5 separate regions of the Mus musculus genome follow, and all the other regions are linked to region 3. A link is a contact called in public HiChIP or PLAC-seq and promoter capture Hi-C data. All regions are on one chromosome and are shown on one strand. The core of a region is the stretch at or near the end of the contact, and the rest is flanking DNA. Distances in the headings are between cores, read along the strand shown. Region 1 overlaps Eps15l1 (epidermal growth factor receptor pathway substrate 15-like 1). Region 2 holds the start of Fam32a (family with sequence similarity 32, member A). Region 3 holds the start of B3gnt3 (UDP-GlcNAc:betaGal beta-1,3-N-acetylglucosaminyltransferase 3). Region 4 overlaps Eps15l1 (epidermal growth factor receptor pathway substrate 15-like 1). Region 5 holds the start of Slc5a5 (solute carrier family 5 (sodium iodide symporter), member 5).

Evidence for each region. Promoter capture Hi-C pulls out the DNA fragments that hold promoters and counts their contacts. HiChIP or PLAC-seq counts read pairs in DNA pulled down with a chosen protein or histone mark.
Region 1: a contact with region 3 is called in an H3K4me3 HiChIP or PLAC-seq map of bone marrow-derived macrophages, with 7 times the contacts expected there. The contact joins the enhancer-like site here to the promoter of B3gnt3 in region 3. A contact is called at or near these places in 5 of 39 promoter capture datasets (the 3T3-L1 cell line, liver, pre-B cells and 1 more), 1 of 15 datasets of contacts at CTCF or cohesin (large pre-B cells), 2 of 484 Hi-C or Micro-C datasets (B cells and pro-B cells), 2 of 115 datasets of contacts at active chromatin or transcription factors (bone marrow-derived macrophages and large pre-B cells) and 1 of 9 other capture datasets (embryonic stem cells).
Region 2: a contact with region 3 is called in a FOXA1 HiChIP or PLAC-seq map of pancreatic cancer cells. The contact joins the promoter of Fam32a here to the promoter of B3gnt3 in region 3. A contact is called at or near these places in 12 of 39 promoter capture datasets (the 3T3-L1 cell line, the C10 cell line, the HPC-7 cell line and 8 more), 4 of 15 datasets of contacts at CTCF or cohesin (embryonic stem cells, large pre-B cells, pro-B cells and 1 more), 11 of 484 Hi-C or Micro-C datasets (differentiating embryonic stem cells, embryonic stem cells, liver and 2 more), 11 of 115 datasets of contacts at active chromatin or transcription factors (T-cell acute lymphoblastic leukemia, craniofacial prominence, embryonic basal ganglia and 8 more) and 3 of 9 other capture datasets (embryonic stem cells, liver and pancreatic islet).
Region 4: a promoter capture Hi-C map of liver shows a contact between it and region 3, with 2.3 times the contacts expected there. The contact joins the enhancer-like site here to the promoter of B3gnt3 in region 3. A contact is called at or near these places in 8 of 39 promoter capture datasets (the 3T3-L1 cell line, the C10 cell line, hippocampal neurons and 3 more), 1 of 15 datasets of contacts at CTCF or cohesin (large pre-B cells), 2 of 484 Hi-C or Micro-C datasets (B cells and pro-B cells) and 3 of 115 datasets of contacts at active chromatin or transcription factors (double positive thymocytes, large pre-B cells and pancreatic cancer cells).
Region 5: a promoter capture Hi-C map of hematopoietic stem and progenitor cells shows a contact between it and region 3. The contact joins the promoter of Slc5a5 here to the promoter of B3gnt3 in region 3. A contact is called at or near these places in 9 of 39 promoter capture datasets (the HPC-7 cell line, cranial neural crest, embryonic stem cells and 5 more) and 4 of 115 datasets of contacts at active chromatin or transcription factors (bone marrow-derived macrophages, embryonic forebrain, large pre-B cells and 1 more).

Annotation. Positions count from the first base shown.
Region 1 is chr8:72,353,148-72,355,847 of GRCm38.p6, reverse strand. All of the region lies in intron 22 of Eps15l1 (epidermal growth factor receptor pathway substrate 15-like 1), which reads left to right. Among named protein-coding and RNA genes, the nearest start is that of Klf2, 35 kb to the right of the region's middle. Within about 2 kb of position 1,442, at least 99 of the 459 cell types and tissues checked have an H3K27ac peak or open chromatin away from gene starts, as enhancers often do. A contact at or near this core is called in B cells, bone marrow-derived macrophages, embryonic stem cells and 1 more, where this site is marked.
Region 2 is chr8:72,218,324-72,221,023 of GRCm38.p6, reverse strand. It overlaps Fam32a (family with sequence similarity 32, member A), which reads right to left and starts at 1,279. Exons shown (of 4, transcript NM_026455.5): 1 at 1,164-1,279; 2 at 942-1,083. The coding sequence starts at 1,237.
Region 3 is chr8:71,700,546-71,703,245 of GRCm38.p6, reverse strand. It overlaps B3gnt3 (UDP-GlcNAc:betaGal beta-1,3-N-acetylglucosaminyltransferase 3), which reads left to right and starts at 1,446. Exons shown (of 3, transcript NM_028189.3): 1 at 1,446-1,528.
Region 4 is chr8:72,374,004-72,376,703 of GRCm38.p6, reverse strand. The region is part of intron 16 of Eps15l1 (epidermal growth factor receptor pathway substrate 15-like 1); the gene reads left to right. Among named protein-coding and RNA genes, the nearest start is that of Gm46043, 39 kb to the left of the region's middle. Within about 2 kb of position 1,348, at least 11 of the 459 cell types and tissues checked have an H3K27ac peak or open chromatin away from gene starts, as enhancers often do. A contact at or near this core is called in liver, where this site is marked.
Region 5 is chr8:70,891,499-70,894,198 of GRCm38.p6, reverse strand. Slc5a5 (solute carrier family 5 (sodium iodide symporter), member 5) reads left to right here and starts at 1,442. Exons shown (of 15, transcript NM_053248.2): 1 at 1,442-1,894; 2 at 2,482-2,547. The coding sequence starts at 1,538.

The DNA of each region.
Region 1 (2,700 bases), core at 193-2,692, 650 kb before region 3:
TCAGAAGCCAAAGTGGAAACTTTATCTTATTTTATGGTGTTTGAGACAGGATCTCTATGGTGACTGGGAACTCAACCATCCTCCTGCCCCATTATACACTGTTTTTGGATGGTGGTTTTCTGCCTACCCAATTTCCATTGGGGAAAACCATATGACCAGTGTACAGCAATAAATACCTTTAGCTGGTCACACCCCATTGCTCAGTCCCTTGGGATGTCAGACAGATGTGGAACTCTGCAGTGGGCTGGTCCCAGCATGGCTAGGAGGAGATAGATGAGGTGAGGGTGCCTGCCCAAGGACCTCCAGGGATGGTCGGCCTTCTGATGGAGAAAGCATGCCACAGTGCTTCCCAAGACATGCTTTACCTGGCTCAGGAGTCAGGAGAGACAGTGGCTTCTCTGCAGTCCTGCTGCCCTGCATGTGAGAGAGCTCTTAGGCCACCACCTTCCTACCTGGGCTTTTCTAACCTGAAGGAGCTAGTGGGCTCTGGGCTACCTATCCAACTCTAAGGGGTTGTTCAGTCAGGCTGCTTTGGGGAATGTGAAGGCCCCAGGCAGATGTCCCTGGGCAGCCCTGAGTCCAAGATGTCAGTAAAGCACTTGGCATGGTGGTGTTGTGTGGGATCTGTATTGTATTATGTGTTCACCCCCCACAGCCACCTGTGTCACCTGGGCCTGACCCAGATGAGGTGACAATTCAGAAAAATGTCTTCTGTTGAAAAGTGTTGATGTTTAAGGTGTCAAATTTAAAGCCAGCCCTGGGTCCCCTGAGAATCATTACCCAGGATGAGTGTCAGTGTGGGCCTGGGGTTATACACTACTCTGCTGTTGTGTTCTATCTTGGAGTTCAGTCTCTGCTCTCACAGAGATCAGTTTGGTCTGTCGAATAGTCTCCCTAAGCATCTGGACAGTCACTGCTGCTGGTAGCAGCTGAGGTGGCTAGCAGCTTGATGCTAAGGGTATAGTTTTCTCCTTGAAGCTTCAGAGTGTGAGCCTTAGGCTGCTGGGATGTGCACAGAAATTGGATGTCTTGAAAGCTCTACATTCTCCTGCCTGGAGATCTTTTCTAGAAAGGTCCATCAATGTATTAAATAACCTGCAGGTGTCTGGGACTGAAGCAGTTGATTGCTTTCAGACACATGCAAAACAGCCCTGAAACACGCCAGTTGGAGTGAGCACACGCCTCCCTCAGGTAAACAGTGGTGTATTTTCTTCAACGGACGGAGATGGAGATCAGTCAGAACTCACCGCTGAAGTTTCTAGGTAAAAGTTGTTGATTTGCAAAGAGAGAAACAGATTTTTTTAAGCTCAGGAAACGGCTGTGTGGGCGTCAGTGATTGGGTTGCCTGAGATAGCGGGATCCTGGCGGGCCCCACCCTGCCACTTCCTGCCAGCGCTGCCCTGCGGCTCCCAGCAGAGCCTACCCGCTGCCCCAGTGACACCCACTCACCAGCCAGTCACCTTTAACCTCTCCCTAAGTTAATGATCATCTTTATAACTACTCATGACCTCTCCACCCCATCTGCAAGGCCAGATGTCCTACAGGAGGAAGATTTTGGCAGCTTTTTTTTTCCCTTTCCCACAGCACCACTGAGAGTGCTTGTGTTAGTGAGCAGCCCATTCCCAAGCTACATAAGAATGGTCTAGCCTGTGTATTGAATTCCTCCGCAAAAAGTCATTCTCCTCGAGCAGAAAAGTCCTCCCCCACCCACATGCTATCTATGCAGAATGGCCAAGGCTTTCTCACAGGGTCAGCAGGGTACAGGCACAGGGAATATTTAGGATTGTAAGCAGCCCAATCCTGTGAACTTTCAGCCTTTCTGTGAGATCCCAGGAAGAGGATGGAACCTGCGGGTCAGGGCCCTGGTGCTGCTGGCTGTCCTGTCTATGCCCAAGCCCCTTGTTACTTCGTATTGTCAAATGGCATCACTGTCTGAGCCTGTGGTTAGCACCTCTGCCCTGAATATAACTACTTTAATTCCGTTCCCACGATGGTGGCAAAGAGATAATGCGCTGGGTACACTGGAGAGTATAGAAAGGAATGTACTTGTTCCATTTCAGGAAGGTTCTGGTGTTCGCTAGCAGCCAGGATGGCCGGAAGGCATTGAAGCAGCCCCCAGCCCCCACACACTCAGGGCACTCACTGCTCTGCTGTTGCTATGGCACCCTGGAGGGTCTGTCCCAGGGCTCGGGATAACCAGTGGCTGCTGTAGATCTATGCTGGCTGAGGGAGGGAGGCACCCATATACTGTATGGGTTTGCCTTCCCAGGCGGTGGAGGAACCCATGCTAATCCAGCTGGTTTCAGCAGCCTGAGGCCGGCTGTTGTTGAGGGAAGATTTGGCAGAACAGTTTGAAAATAGAAATAGTGCCTACCTCAGCACACCCACCCTTTTGCACTCAGCAAGGTGGATCCAGTGGGTGTCCTGTGGCCTGATATTCATTAACGAGTAAATGCCTCACCAGAGGTGGGTCACAATCTGGACAGTGGAGGTTCTGGGGGACCTGCAGGATGTAAGCCCAGAAAGACTGGGCCTTCCTACCGGGCCTCTGTGGTAGTAAGTGGGTGGGAACAACTCCCAGGCCCTCACTTGGCTGAAGGTCCACTCTTTGATCACCTAAAGGACTCAGGCCAGGTCTCTAGGTATATAAATGATTGACACATCACCCCTGTAGTGAGCTCAGTATAGTAGCTCACGCTT
Region 2 (2,700 bases), core at 30-2,529, 520 kb before region 3:
TGCTCTCTTAGAGGTCCTGAGTTCAAGTCCCAGCCCACATGGTGGCTCACAACCATCTATAATGAGGCCTGGTGCCCTCTTCTGGTTTGCAGGCATATATGCAGGCAGAACACTGCATACATAATAAATAAAGTCTTCCACTCAGGACCAGAGCTACCAACGACAGCAGGAAGGGGTGGCAGACCCTAGGGGACTCTAGTTTGTATCAAGTTGTCCAATTAGGGTGCCCAGAAGGGCCACAAGACCGTAGCCAGCCAGCCCATGTCGTTATTCAATTGCAGAGGCAAAAAAACAAAACAAAACACTCCACTGAAGTACAGGCTATACCAGACCAGAGAACACAATTGGCTGGGAGACAGCAAGGTGACCCACACATCCCAGAAACTCTGTGGGAGTTCCAATACATAATTGATGCCCTTTGTTAGATGGAGAAGGTGCCTTCCTGGGTTTTCTCAACAGGGATATCACATTGTAACACTGCATCCTAGAAGTTCAAGTCTACAGAGATAGTGCCAGGACAACCAAGGCTACATAAAGAAACCTGTCTCAAAGCAAACTAAACAAACAAACAAACACCCAAAATAACTAGTATGGCCTTGTGGGCCATGCTAGCCTCTCCAGGAACTAAAAAGCTGAGGCAGTAGTTCAGGGCCAACTGCAGCCTACATAGAGAGTTACAGAAGAGCCTGGGTTCCATCCACACACACACACAACCTTCAAATAACAAAAGTACATTTGAAGCTAGGAAAGCGAGTTGTCATGGAAACAGACTTTGTGGTAACTTAAGAACAATGAACTTGGCTAGCATTAAGAGCTGATGACATCTGTCTTCCCAGTTCACAAGAAGACCACTTTAGGCAGGGCTACCAGGCTACCAGGAGTTGGGAGAAGGCCTGGGCTACACGGGCAGTTGGAGCCGGCCTGTTCTGCCCCTGCCTCACCCGCTTCTCCTGCATCTTTTCGAAGGCTGCCTGCGCCGGCGTGCGCTTGTCCAGGCAGCGCCTTTTCTCCTCCTCGCTCTTCTTGCTCGTCCCCATGGCCTCCAGCATCTTGGCCTTGTCTTTGTCTTTCTTCTTCTTCTTCCTGAGAGAGAGGGGGACGGTAAGAGGGGCCGGAGCTGGGGGTCGGCCCTCAGGGACAGACCGCGGGCTCCCGGGCCTCACCGCTTTGTCACGCCGAGCTCTGCCACGCCTTTCAGCTTCAGGGGGCCCTTCTGGACTTGCTCGTAGGCCTCCATAGCGCTCGCAAGCCGTGCCCCGGGAACTCCGCCACACTTCCTGTTTGCATACAGTACTTCCGGCCGAAACCCTCCTCGCTTCCTTCTGATTGGTCAGCTAGGACGCACGCGTCCTCAGGGTTCAGAGTAAGTGCACACTTCCGGTCTCGGGTAGTCTTGGCAACTGTCCAACAACATAGCTCGCCTAAAGACACACTTCGTATTTGGGCGTCCATTTCTGACTTTATGGGCATCCACTTTTGCTTTGTGGCATTATTTACTTAATTACTTTTTTTCCAATTTAGAAAATTACAATTACCCAGAACTCCAGAGACAGAGACAGGAGGATCTCTGGATCTCTGGATTCAGCGTGTTTTATGTAGTGACTTCAGGTCAGCCAGAACTAAAGACTGTGTCTCGAAATAAGTAATAAGAAAGAATAAATCTGGGGCTGGTGAGATGGCTCAGTGGGTAAGAGCACCCGACTGCTCTTCCGAAGGTCCAGAGTTCAAATCCCAGCAACCACATGGTGGCTCACAACCATCCGTAACAAGATCTGACTCCCTCTTCTGGTGTGTCTGAAGACAGCTACAATGTACTTACATATAATAATAAATAAATCTTAAAAAAAAAAAGAAAGAATAAATCTTTAAAATTACATTAAAAGTTAGTTACCTGTATACGTGTATGTGAGTGTGTGTACACACGTGCCAGAGCACACGTGGAGTACAGAGGACACTTTGCAGTACTCTCAGGCCTTATGCTGTGGGTTCCTGGGAATCAGACTGATGTGGTCATATTTATAGACGAAGATCCTTTGTCTGCTGAGTCATCTCAATGGTCACAATTATTTTTCTGTGAGTTTGAGGGCAGAAGTGTCATGACACTAAATGAGTCTGATAAACGTGGAATTTGCTGTGTAGACTGCTCTGACCTCTAGCTTGCTGCAGTTCTGACTGAGCATGCAGAAAACTGGAACTGCAGGTGTGTGCCACTGCCCTAGCTTGTCTTGTTGATGTTTTATAGAGGACAGGCTTGCTATGTAGCAGATGATTAAACTGTCTTTTTGGTTGTTTGTTTGTTTTGAGACAGGGTCTCACTGTGTAGCCTTGGCTGTCCTTGTACTCCTTATGTAGGCTATGCTGTTGTGAATTCAGGGATATCCACCTGCCTCTGCCTCCCAAGGGCTGAGTTTAAAGGTGCGTGCCACCATGCCCAGCAACCTTACTTCCCAACTACTGGGATCACAGATGTGCTGGGATTTTTTTTTTTCTATAGCAATTTTGGGGAGTGGGGAGGTTACATTTATTTATTTGTGTGCTGTGTAGAGCAAGTAGAGGTCAGAGCACAACTGTGGGAGCTGCTTTGCTCCTTCCACTGTGTGTCCAGGGAATCAGGCCCCTACTGCTGTTCTGTGAGAGGCTCTCTCTGTGTGCGAGGCTCTCCTTACACAGCCCCGAAGCTTGTGACTCCCTTAGTTCTGG
Region 3 (2,700 bases), core at 197-2,696:
CAGCTTTGAAAACACAGGAGTCCTTTTTCTCTGGCCTGGCTTCCCTCACCAGGCCTCCCAGAGCCAGGGAGATAGGTGCTTATCTCAGGAGGGTGAGTCCCAGCAGCTGGGGCAGAGCCTTGGGTGGGGTGTCCTTGCCTGTTTATAATGCCATTGCCGTTTTCACCGAAGTGACTCCAAAACCTCAACTATGCAGTGAGTGAACATTTGTCAGGCAGGTCCAGGCTGAGTCACCTGCATTCTGAGCAGGAGCCAGAAGAGGTGTTTTCTGTGGCAGGGAGCTGGAGTGAGTGGCAGTTAACATGGCCCCCGGCAGCCTTACCTGCTGCATTGCCAGAACATGGTTGCCCCCACAAGATCATCCCTCCCGCCCCTGACCTGCTCCTTGTCTGTGGATTTTTCTGCCGTGTGACACAGGTGGGACGTTTGTACTAGCTGCTGTCACTCAACAGCAGGGCCTCTTCAATCATTTTTATGGTTCACTAATATCCCAGTGCCCGTGAATAGGGCTGCTGTGACCTCTGGGTGCACTCAGGGAAGGATTACCACGTCAAGGGACAATCCTGGAGCTCTGCCCACTGTGTACTGGTCCAGGGAGCCAGTGTCAGGAGGACTCAGTTTCCGGTTTAGGAGCTTACTTCTCCCTCCAGCAGGCTACTAGGGCCTGGGACTCAGAGTTAAGACCACCAAGTTTTTGAGGTAACTTCTGAGGAAGGGCGTGGTTGGGGACGCTCCTAGGAGATTTACACCTGATCCTGGCATTTAGGAGTTGGAGGGCCTACCAACAGGTTTTAAGGTCCTGGGATCTTCTAAGTCTCTGAGCTCACTCTCCTCCAGGCTGAATGTTTCCTCAGGAGAAGAGGGAGGAGGGGGGGCAGCTGCAGCATTGGCTGAGCTGGGGGGCTGGGAGGGAGGCAAGAGGCTACAGCAGGGGCTGAAATGAGGAAGGAGGGCGGAGGTTGAAGCCTGGGCTGAGCTGTGGGAGAGGCGCTGCAGTAGGGGACAGACAGACAGACTTGCTCAGGACAGGGGAGCTCCTGCTCCCTCTCGTGGCGTGGAAGAGGAAGATGGGGCTCTAAATGAAGGAGGGGTTGGAGGGAGTTAGACTCCCAGGGGAGGGGTAGGACTGGAGGAGGAAGAGGTCAGGTTGGGAATAGAGGTCCACTGGAGGAGGTGGGGGTTAGGGATAAAAGTGAATGGGCATGGCCAAGAAAGAGGGAAGGAGGGTGGAGACGTGGACCTTCTCGGGTAAATCTGGACGCAGGGTGGCGCCTAGAGGGAGGGGAAGGGCCAAAGTCCAGGTAGAAAGACAGGTGGGGAAGAACATGACCACAGTGAAGAACAGGACGGGGAGGGGCAAGGGAAAGGAACTAGACGGGGGGGGGGGGGGGGTGAGGGCGGAAGGAGGGAGACTTTCTCCTTGGCTACTAGGAAGCTCGACTCACTGGAGGGAGGAGCGGGAAAGGGAGAACAGGGAAGAAGCGGAGGAAGGCGAGTAGCCAAGAGCCAGCTCAAGGCGGTCGCCCAGGTAAACAGTGTGGCCTCCGGGGTTGTCTGGAGCCCGCGATCGCAGTGAGTGCCAGGGTCTCGGGTGGGGTGGTGCGAAGTTGAAATCTGTGGCGCTTTCTAGCTGCACCGTGCTGAAGATGCTCCGCAGCCCCGGCCATACTCCTGGGCTCCGGGTCTCTTAGACGCCGCGAAGTAGCCCCGCTACTTTCCAGGATCAGAAGCCCGCGTTTTCCCCAGTGTCTGCACAGCCGGGTGGCCTCGGCTCTGACTCGGTTTCCCCTGTTCGAGTTTGTGAAACTTTCCCTGTATGGGAGTTAGGCTGTGGTGAAGTAAACTGCGAGGCGTGGTGGTGGCAGCATAGTTAAATTGATAGTCTGTATTGCTAACCGAGGTTCTGACGCTTTGGGGTAAATTTCCCATTCTTTTCTTTTTTCTCCTTTTTTTTCTGAGACTGTCTTTGAACAGTCTACCTTCCTCCTGAGTGCTTGGTCTCGGGTCCCCACTTTCACTTTCTCATCCTGGCCTGTCACACTCTGTGGAGTCAGGAGGAGAAGGTGCGGCCGCTTAGGGGACATTAGTTGGTGCCCATCTGGTCAGTGTTTGCGCAGCCAGCCCAGGCCGGATCCCTTCCCCTGGGCGTGGCGTTTCCCCTCAATAGCTGAGATTGCGAAGATCCTGTAGGGGCCCCAGGAGACTACTCTGCTGCCCCCTCCGAGGTCTGGAACCCCGCGGACTTTTGTTCCCTGTCCTGCGTGGAGGGGCGCTGGAGGCAGAAGTGGGTGCCTGGTCCAAGTCCCTGTGCTAAGCTGATCCCCTGCCTCGGGTCCCCTCAGGAGGCGCTAACAGCCCAGCAAGGGTGGGGCTGGGGCCGGCGTGTTTACTTTACTCTTGATTACAGGGATCTTGTGTCTGTGACATTTTATCTTGATTGTAAAAATTAAAGAGGTTATTGTAATCCTGGTGTAAACGTCACCGGAAGAGGGACGAGAGAATGGGACCCGCTTAGAGGGTAGGGATCTAGGGTGACCCCAGACGCCAGGCCTATGAGGCTGCTCTGCTAATTGGAAGGGCAAGGAAATGGCCAGCACCTTCCCAGCCTCCGTTTCCTTGTCTGGGAAGTGGGCCGGGCTGGGCTTTCTTTCCCGGTTGGGGGTGGGGGGCTGGGGGACGCTGTGTAGCCTCGGAGAAGCT
Region 4 (2,700 bases), core at 99-2,598, 670 kb before region 3:
CTTGGGCTTACAGAGATCTATCTGGCTCTGTCTCCAAGTGCAGAGATGAAAAGGCATGCATCCCATGACCAACTCCCAGCACTCTGTAAAAGCCAGGAATGTCACAGAAACTTCTTGAGTATCCTTTGTGGCCATGTCTATATTCTGAAAACAGGCAGAGCTTAGGACTAGCTGTTTTGCCTTTGAAAATGTTTTCTGTAGCTGGGTGTGGCACAGCAGTGGGAGGCCCTGGGTCCTGTCCTTCATGCAATACAAGTTAATAATTAAATAAAAGTAGTTGCTGGGCGGTGGTGGCGCGTGCCTTTAATCCCAGCACTTGGGAGGCAGAGGCGGGTGGATTTCTAAGTTCGAGGCCAGCCTGGTCTACAAAGTGAGTTCCAGGACAGCCAGGGCTACACAGAGAAACACTGTCTGGGGGGGAAAAAAAGTAGTTAACATGTTCTACCTCTATGATGGTACTCATTGCTCGCCCTAGTGTAATATCTCCCCTTATACCATGCTCAGTCACCGAGCAACCACGTGATTCAGTGCACTAAAAAGATGCCATCTACTAGTAACATTGTAGGTTATAAGTTCATCAACTTGTCTGCATGGTGACAGAATGGGTCTTCTGTGCTGAAGAACCATAGGCCTATACTTAACCCTTATATTTCTGTCCCCTAGGGTGATATGTTCTTCATTTTCCTGGCTGGTGGCTGACTGTATTCATGTTTGGAGGGCAGGGGGCTCTTTTCAGCTTCAAGTCTGGCACAGGCTGTCCCCTTTTTTCCTTACTTCTAATGTGAGTCCTGCCAGGGCCTTGGCTGCAGTGCTGAGCTGCGTGCATGCTTAGTCAGTCTTTGCCACTCAGCTACACCCAGCTATTTTATGGCCCCTTAGGGGAAGGAGCCACAGCTGCATGAAATGTAGATTTCTCCTGACGTTATGGTGTAGGCCCTAACATTCCACGTACTGGACTGGTAGTATAGTTCCCAGACACATTTGTGCTATTGAAATCTATTTACTCACTGTCTTCCCCTCAGTGATAGAAACACCAGATTGTCAGTAAACTGGCCCTGTCCATCAACAGCCCTTTAGTGCTCACTGTGAGCTTCCTTTCTAAGACTGAGCTGTTGTGGCTAACTCCATCCTTCTTCCCGCTATCTTTAGAACACAGTCCATTCCTTGCCCAGGGCTAGTACAAGAAGGTTGTCTTTTGCCTGGCCCAGGGTTTCCTTAGGTCATAACCTTCTTCCAGTGTCTCTCTGTTCTTGAACCCCGACAGCTGTGTGTGCTTCCTTTGTCCACAGTATGGCAGAAGGGGTTATTTCCTGCCCCAGTGCATGGGCTTCCTTTGGTCAGATTCTCCCATTGAGGTTCTCCCTGTCCTTGAACTCCAGCAGCTGCACTAGGGTGTGTCCATCTCGGGCCTGGCCGTACCCAAGCGTCGTCAGCAGCTGCTGTGCTAGCTGCATCTGTGTTTAACCTCCCTGAGCACCAGGCCTGGCTTCCCTAGGAAGGCCTGTGCCCAGAAGCTCTGAAGAATTGGTTCCAGGTAAGAAGATGGCCCACCCACTTCTTCATTTACTCACAGCCCAAGTCAGTGACTACTGCTTATTATTATTTTTTTAATCTTTATTTTTTTCATTTCCTGAGAATGACTCTTGCTGTGTGGCTATGCTGGCCAGGACCTATTGATCCTCCTGCCTTGGGCTTCCCAGAACCAGAGTAGCAAGTGTGCTTCCTGTTCCCATCTGGTGGCTTCCTCTTAACACTTCTTCCCCTGCCCCCAGGTTTCATAGAATTTTGGACTTATTTTTGGGTTTAATAGCCTTTTAGAGTATTCATGTCATTTTTCTGAACCTTTGTCTACTTTCACAGATGCCCCAGCTTTGACATGACTTGATCATTGAGCTCCTGCCTTTAAAAACAAACACACACACAGTTAAATAGCCCAGTTTTGTGGAGGATTGTGTCTCTTAAGCAGAACAGATCCCTGATTTCTCAGCCCATCATTCTGTTTGCAGGGTTCACCCACCCCTCAGGTCATTCCCACTATGGAAAAGCACTCTTCAAAAATGTTGTGGATTTTTTTTTCCTACTGCTTTGAGTACACTTGCCAGCTTCTAGAACTGAGTACCTTTATGCAAACATGCAGAGTGTCTTGCATGCTTTAGCAGCTCCCACTACACCAGTGTCACCTTAAGCCCCACTTCCTACTTGGGCAGAAACGGCCCACTTGGTTTTTTACATAGAACCGTGGGGTGGGGGTTGCTCCCAGCCCTTGGCTAGGCTCTGGCCCCATCATTCTGCCTCTGTGAACGTGGCGACCTAAGGGTGTGCGCGGGACCACACCACGTCTATCGCTGTCACTGACCTCTTATTTCACTTAGCTGCAAATCCTTAAAGCTTCTCCATTTACAGTAGAGTGTCCTTCCTTTTCAGGGCTGAGTATTATTTCACTTCACGGGTGGGTAGGTTCCATCTATCTACTTATTCATTCCGCTCAGAGACTTGATTAGAGTCACTTTAGATTTCCTGAAAAATTGCAAAGCTGTGATGCTTGTCTCCATGTGCCATGCCTGGTCTCCACTTTTACCTTAGCAAATAGACCAATGTCCAGGCTTGTTTGTAGCCAAAATCTCCACCTGGGTGACTCCCCTTCAGATACTGTTCTGGGTCACATTGCAAACAGTGCAGATCTGAGTTAGGTGTGAAATC
Region 5 (2,700 bases), core at 193-2,692, 810 kb after region 3:
GAAGACTCTTCCCTCCCTCCTGCGTTAGTGCTTCTTCCCATTCAGAATACATGTGTCATCTCATCTTAGTTCTACCCATTCTGAAGCCTTGCAAAAACCTGAAACCCCGGGCTGGAGAGATTGGCTCAGTTAAGAGCACTGACTGCTCTTCCAGAGGTCCTGAGTTCAGTTCCCAGCAACCACAATGTGGCTCACAACCATCTGTAATGGAATCCAGTGCCGCCTTCTGGTGTGTCTGAAGCCAGCTACAGTGTACCCACATGTAAATATAAAATAAAGTCTAATAAGAAGAGAAAAGCCCTTTCAACCTCATCAGTAATGCCCTCAAGCCCGCCTGCCACCTAGGTTTAGGAGACTGCCCTAGCCAGGCCTCCCTCCTAACCAGCACCTCCAGGCAGGCAGTCCAGCCAGTATACAGCATATGAGGCCACCAGGGGGCGTGTGCCTTAGTTTTACTTATCAGACCACCCGGGAAGTACAGACGTGGCTCAATAGGGAATCAACCCTGAACACCCCAGAAACGGCCAGTTCTCCAGAAAAGGGTCCCGGTGACAGTTCTGCATCATCCCAAGCCCTGGGTCCCTTGAAAGCCACTATCAGCAAACTTCTGTTCTGGACCCAGGTATGCCAAAGTACCTGCGACAAGAAGGGAGAAATGGGTATCCAATGAACCCTCACTTGTCATCCCAGCACTAGGGAAGCCATGGCAGGATTGACACACCTTTGTGGTCAGCCTGTGGGAAAGAAAGGAAGAGAACAGGAAAGGGGAGGACAGCCAGGTCAGGTGTAGTGCACACTTGTGTTCCTGCCGGTAGGGTGGGCCTTGGTCAGGACTCCATACCAGCCTGAGCTACATGAGACTCAGCCTCAAACGCGTGCGTACACGCATACACACACACACACACACACACACACATACACACACATACAACCATAGGTCCAGACTGCCCTGTGCAGGTAGGGAAACTGAGTCCTAAACAGAAGGAAGAAATTCTCCAAAGAGAACCTGAGTGCCTCCCACCGGGTTAGCAAGGGTGGACAGTTCCTTCTCCCACGCTGCGGAGAAAGGCAGATGCTCTCTGGGGGGAAGGCTCGAGTCTCGTTTTTCCTTATGGGGCCCGGAAGTCCCCGAAAGTGAACCCCAGTCCTGGGTTCCTCGTAGCTCTGGTTCCTAACTCCCGCAGGCTGTGTGAACAGAGGGGAGCGGAGGTCTGAGCCGTCCAAGGCCCTTCCTGTCTGTTCACAACTCTACACGGAACAAGCCCTAGATGTGGGAGAAAGTGTCAGGAGACGCTAGTGTCCCCCCAACCCCGTTGCCCGCACCCCTGAAGGCCCGCTCGCCCCAGGACGGAAAGGGTGCGGGTCGCGCCCGCCTCCCAGGCTGGGGGCGGGGCCGCGCTGACCCCGGAGCCCAATAAATCCGCCGCGCGAAAAGCTTGTGGGTCGACGGCCCAGCAGGAACTCGCGCTGCGACGACGCTCGCTCTGAGAGTCCCCGACGTCCTCCGCATCCTCTCCGTTCCGAGTTACCTGTCTCCATGGAGGGCGCGGAGGCAGGGGCCCGGGCCACCTTCGGCCCCTGGGACTACGGCGTGTTCGCGACCATGCTGCTGGTGTCCACGGGCATCGGTCTGTGGGTCGGCCTGGCCCGCGGCGGCCAGCGCAGCGCCGACGACTTCTTCACCGGGGGCCGGCAGCTGGCGGCAGTGCCTGTGGGGCTGTCGCTGGCCGCTAGCTTCATGTCGGCTGTGCAGGTGCTCGGGGTCCCCGCGGAGGCAGCGCGCTACGGTCTCAAGTTTCTGTGGATGTGCGTGGGCCAGTTGCTCAATTCGCTGCTCACAGCCTTGCTCTTCTTGCCGATCTTCTACCGCCTGGGCCTTACCAGCACCTACCAGGTAGGGGACTTGGTCCCATGGGAAGGTTCCGGGAAGATGCCGCGGGCACCGGGCAGGGCCAGGAAGGAGGAAGAGCCAGTCCGGGCCCCACAGCTCGCAGCAGCCTCGGGGCAGTGGCCTCCCGCTGACACCTGTCCCTGCGAGTGCCCGTACCAGCCACCCACCGGCGCCCGACAGAGTTCAAACGCCTGCAGTGAGGTGTAGGATTTCCCAAACGCTCAACAACTGTAGTGAAAACGGAATAGCATCCACTTGCAGTTTCAGCACTAGGGAGATTGAGGCAGGAGGATTGCCATGAGTACCAGGCCAGTTTGGACTCCCTAGGGATACCCCAGTTTCAAATCTGAGGGCGCAACTAGGCACCCTGAAACAACGGTCCAACAAGTGTAGCGACAATATGAAGTCCCATGTGTGATATCTCAGTACTAGAGAAGCTTTGGCAGGAGGATTGCTGCGAGTTCCAAGCCGGCTTAACCTACACAGAGACTCTGTAAGCTCAGTTGGGCACTCCGGAACAGAGTAGAAACAGTGAGGATGGCTGAGGGGTCACTTGCCCGGTAACCTCCAGCCCTTGGCTCCCTCTGCAGTACCTAGAACTGCGCTTCAGCCGAGCGGTCCGGCTCTGCGGGACGCTGCAGTACTTGGTGGCCACGGTGAGCGAGCTGCCCGCCCTGCCACGCCCACACGAGCAATTATCATAGCCCGCTCCAACCTGACCTCACGCCACACCCCTCATCCTACCTGGCCCCGCCCCCTTCCAGCTTGAGCTAAGCTTCTCTGGGACATACAAGGACCACGCCTATAGC